Linked DNA regions of Hordeum vulgare: region 1 is linked to region 2. Evidence: chromatin contacts called from public Hi-C data. All regions are on one chromosome and are shown on one strand. The core of a region is the stretch at or near the end of the contact, and the rest is flanking DNA. Distances in the headings are between cores, read along the strand shown.

Region 1 (2,700 bases), core at 73-2,572, 400 kb before region 2:
GTTATGACCAATCCAGATAAATGTCGGAAGAAAAACAAACAAAATCCAAGTATCTTCTGCCCGTGGATTAGCATCACTGAACGAAAACCCATAGTTGGTGCCTTCAGCACCGAGTAGGTAACTTGACGCCTTCACATTCCTTCGTTGGGCCGGTTTTGATGCTGACCCATTCCACTACAAGCAGCACAGCGAAAAATCATTAATAGCGCAAAAAACAGCTCTCGTGAGATTTGATCCCACACCCTGCACGTCCTTGGTTGGGCCGGTTTTGACACTGTCCCATTCCATTAAACGCAGCACAGTGGAAAATCATTAATAGAGCAAAAAAAACAGCTCTCGAGGAATTCATCCCAACGCGCGCCACACCACCTCCATCAGTGTGAAAGCCATGAGCGTGGCCGGTGCTTATGGATGGATGGATGTCACGGTGTAAGTTCTACATCGATTTTCTCTCATCCATCTCGTGTACACATCCCAGCTAAAAAGAATTCGTTGCATGTAGCAGGATGAGTTCAGTTTCTCCTTCAACATTACAAATTAATCAAGGTTTCCGGTAATATCTAACCATGATAATCTCCTGACAAAGACTAGCTGCACACACAAAACATCGCAAGCACATAAATATCTAACCATGGTAATCTCCTCACAAATTAATCAAGATTCATCCATGATACAATTCCCACATGTTGCCGACATTTCTTTAAATGTCTGTCACCCCCGTTGTAAATGCATGGCAGGCAATCAAGGAACCCTGAAATGATTAAAATCATCATTCATCATAGATGAACCTTCGTCTCCCATGATCCCCTAAAACAGTCCAAACTAGAATATCCACCGAAACCTCTCACATGCCAATACCACAAGAATGAAACTTAACTCAGCCCTAATGCCATGCTGAAGGATCTAAATCAAAGGATCAAATTGAGTTCGAAGCTTTGTGCTTCTGTTCTGCTGAACCCATCTCGCTTGGTATCGAGCCTACCTAAATAGGTGGAAAGAACCGTCGAATCAGGAAAAACACACAACTCTCACGTTCCCCTTAAGCACCCCAATGCAGAACTCACCCCAAAAAATGTCTGGCATGCTAAGGGTCGGACAAGATCAACGTGTTCAGTCCTAACAAAATAAACAAAGGACTCCGAATAAAGTGTAGTGTCGATACGCTAGCCTGTTAATCTCCATTTCTGCTGAAGTCATCTCCTCTTGTTCCTTTGCTTTTCTACACGACACAACTTGAAGAAAAAAAATACAGTCCACACCATGAGCGAGACCGGCTCTTATGGATGATTGCCCATGTCCAGAGCAGTTATAACATACCCGGCCTGTCAGAGGAGTCGCTACCAGCCAAGCCGGTATATGTACGAATATAAGTGACCTCTGGCCCACTCATGTGAGGTATTCTGCGACGTATTTTTGTGCGAACATGAATAATGCGCCAAGTATTGAGCACGGCCCTATATTAAGTAGTAACCATGCTGCGCTTATGGACGTTTGGGATTTCGGTAGCGCGTAGCCGCATGTCCCAAAAATCTGTGTCCCGCTATTTACTGCATATAGAAATTTAGAAAAACATGATTTTTGAAAAACAATGTGAAGAAAATTTGAAATTTCACAAACTCAAAACAAACCACAAATACAAAGAATTTTCATGAATTACAAAAAAATATCAATGATTTCAAAAAAGTTCACTAATTTGGAAAAAGTTCATCAATTTTGAAAAATAGTTCATCGATTTTGAAAAATGTACATCATTTTTTAAAAGGTATATTCAATTTTATAAAGTTCATAAGTTTTAAAAAAGTTCATCAATTTTGAATAAAGTTCAGCGTTCTTTAGAAAAATTCAGTTATGAAAAAAATTCAAAAGTTTTGAAAAAAGTTCATCTATTTTCAATTAAAGTTCATCGATTTTGAATAAAAGTTCATCGTTCTTTAGAAAAAGTTCATGGATTTTGAAAAAAGTTCATCATTTTTGAGGAAAGTTCAAGAACTTGAACAAGGTTCATTGATTTTCAAAAAGTGTTCATCAAATTTGATAAAAAGTTCATCAATTTTTAAAAAAGTCATAGAAATGGAAAAAATCATGGATTTTCAAAAAAATCTACAAAATTGAAAAAAATCGTCAAATTGTCAAAAAGTTATCGAATTTGGAAACAAAGTTCACTGAATTTTTAAAAATGTTCATTCAATTTGATAAAATTTCATCGAATTTGAAAAAAATTCATCGATTTGAAGAAAAAAATTCACGAATTATAAAAAAAATCATCGAGCCGCGAAGAAGAAAAAGGAAAAACAAAATAAAAAACAAGAAAACAAAAACAAAAAACGAAAAATGAAAAAGCCAAAAAGAAATAAGAAAAGATGCAAAAGAATGTTAGTCGTCATGTTGGTCGACGTGACGCGGTGGTTACTGTGTGTTAACTCGAAGTGGAGATCAGGAGTTCGATACCCCGCTGTGCTGCTCCTTTTACGTCGTCACAACTGAAAGGAAAAAGGGTGAGATGGGTCAGCCCACCACGGGGTGCTGAATGCACTCGTTTGCAAAATACACATTAACAAGCGCCTACGGTGTCAAATAGGATTCGGTGCGGTCCGTCTTACACCCACCTTCCTCCGAGTTAATTATAGGTGGGCTACAAAAAGTTTTGATGCGATAAGAGATACATACATAAATAAAAACCCATAAAAATGGCACATCGTC
Region 2 (2,700 bases), core at 187-2,686:
ATTTGCCTTATTCGCCAACTAAACTTGTCATCCTCGCCAAACATAATTTGCCATGAAAAATGTTTGATTTCCATGCCTAAAAATCTGAAGTTCGCTGGATTTGCGGTTCCTATTTCTAACAGTGGTGTTGTGTATGGCTTGTAGAATTACTCTGGAATCAAAAGTGCTCTGCGGGTTGAATCTGGCTTGGTATTCTTTGTGGCATTCTGGTCCCTTAAATACAAACCTTGCCTTCATCTTCAAGTTCATGACAATTCATCTATTCCAAAAGGCTACTCTCCATTCAAAACCATTCTAGCAATAGAAAACATGTCACCAAAGAGAAATAAGTATCTTCATTTGAGAGCCATAAATCACCTTGATCAAACATAGCTCCCTATTTAGAGGCTCCCTAAGTCTACAAGTACACCTTGTTCGTATTGGGGACCAGTTCCGGTAGGGTCTTCAATTCCTTATTCTTCCTGCTATTCTGTTCTTAGCTGCATTTGAACAAATGTGGTTCAAACTACTGCTGAATAAACAAACACCTATCAAGACCATAAATAAATAAAAACTAGAGAAAACACAAGCTGATGAGCAAACAATCAAATGCAGTTCTCAACTACAAGAGCTAAAAGTATGATATACAAGTTCAAAGAATGCACCCTACCTTAAAGCACTACTATTATATAGCTAGAAAGAACTACAGGACATTCACTACCTTAGATAGTACTCCCTCCGTTTCTAAATATAAGACCTTCTAGAGATTACACTATGGACTATATACGAAGCAAAATGAGTGAACGTACACTCTAAAATAAGTCTATATACATCAATGTATAGTCCATATAGAAATCTCTAGAAGGTCTTATATTTGGGAAAGGAGGGAGTACTACCTCTGTTCCTAAATATAAAAGGTTTTGTCAGTTCAGTTTACGCTACGAAAACATCTTATATTTAGGAACGGAGTGATATCATAGTAGGCATCCCATGTAATACAACCACATGACTTTGTGAGCCTTAGAGAAAGTGCCAAATGCTTGCCCATCATCTATCTAATGCAAACACTATTTTAACACATGTGATGGCTTGCCAAGTTATTGTTGATTGCTCAATCACACATCCAAATTGACAGTATATATGATTATTATTTTTCCCAACCATTCTGGCGTGTTCCTTGAAATTCTAGATCTTTTTTCAGGCGTGTTCCTTGAAATTCTAGATCTTTTTTCAGTTGTGACAGTATTCTGAAGAGCACCGACCATGTAGGTGATGCTGGTCTCCTATTTTCTCCAGAGCTTCTGCATCCATAAATATCAAATATTTTGCAGAACATGAAATAGCTCTGAAAGTTGGAGTTCCTGTTATGCTTTTAAGAAATATATGAACGAGCCACTAGGTATTTGTAACGAAAAACGTTTGTTGGTAGTAAGGATTGGAGAGAGACTATTTGAGGGTGACGTTATCACCGGTAGCAATAAAGCTCAGCGAGTTTGTGTCCATAGGATTGTTCTGAATGCTCCAAGCACCAAATGTCTGTTTACCTTGCGTCGTTGTCAGATTCCTGTCCAACTTTGCTATAGTAGGACAATAAATAAAAGTCAAGGGCAGACACTTTCAGAGTTATGTGTTTATCTTCCTAAGACTGTTTTCTCATGGTACTTCTAGCCAAGGATTGAAGTTTCTTATCAAGGATGATCACGGAGATAAAGCAGATGTGACTCAGAATATTTTATACAAGGAGATCATCAATGCACTCTAACTGAATGACTATTTTTTAGGTACTGCAGCAATTGATTTCTATCAGCTTTGCTCTTTTTATTATTTCTATACTAACTGGACAATTTGGATGTTGCTAGGTAATTGTTCAAGTTACGAAAATACCTTAGCCTCGATCCACCCGCATAACACTTAGTGAATCAATGAATGGTAACCCAAAGAATCAAGGTGAAAGTAACTTGGCGAAATTCGGTGCATCCTCAAGAGCGCATTAGTCATTATAAGAAACACCTTCGACTGGTTCTTAGCAAAATGAAGGATTGGGCCACTTGCTGCTCTCTATTACTTGCGTTACTTGTTACCTTATTACTATTTATGTTGCTATCAAACTGTCAAAACTTTTCTTCTACTACCTTTTTAATGTTCAATAATAAGGTGTATTCTTTGATGATTTCTCTGTGTATTCGCTTTAAGTGGTGACTGTGAAGCTCAAAGTCCATAGGGTGTGGTCTATGAAGATCTTGGTGCAATGTTCATTTCGTAATTCCTCGAGTGTACACACAAGTGTTCATCCGTTTTATTTGTCTTTGACTGAGTCCATTTAAAGCTTCAGGAAACAGGAGCTGTCTTTCACTCTGACTAATTTTAGGGTCTGATACAGAACCATGTCTGATACAAAATTAGAAAAGTAGAATTATTTACCTGATTAACAAAGGCTTAAAAGGAATGCCATTCCCGCTCGGTATAACATGAAAGTACGGATCATCGTTATCTAAATTTAAATCTAGAACATCACCCTCTTGCATAGCATAATCTTTCACCAGTCTTTATCAGCCTGACCCATAAAATATACTTCTGTGCTTATTGTGACTGAATTTGATTTCATAAGATGGTCCTCCATTGGCAGAGAAAACTTCTTCCACTGAATCTTTAGCTATGATAACATTCCTCATGAGCTTGCTCACTAAAGTAGCAGTTTTCTGTCTAGCGTCACAAGGAACA

The links. Hi-C and Micro-C count contacts between places; a contact is called where the count stands out from the background.
Region 1: a contact with region 2 is called in a Hi-C map of leaf, with 3 times the contacts expected there. The contact joins two enhancer-like sites. A contact is called at or near these places in 2 of 6 Hi-C or Micro-C datasets (leaf and seedling).

What each region holds. Positions count from the first base shown.
Region 1 is chr2H:201,402,358-201,405,057 of MorexV3_pseudomolecules_assembly, reverse strand. No RefSeq gene overlaps it. Among protein-coding and RNA genes, the nearest start is that of LOC123425834, 8.5 kb to the left of the region's middle. Within about 2 kb of position 1,322, at least 2 of the 3 cell types and tissues checked have open chromatin away from gene starts, as enhancers often do. A contact at or near this core is called in leaf, where this site is marked.
Region 2 is chr2H:201,003,762-201,006,461 of MorexV3_pseudomolecules_assembly, reverse strand. No RefSeq gene overlaps it. Among protein-coding and RNA genes, the nearest start is that of LOC123429911, 140 kb to the right of the region's middle. Within about 2 kb of position 1,436, at least 1 of the 3 cell types and tissues checked has open chromatin away from gene starts, as enhancers often do. A contact at or near this core is called in leaf, where this site is marked.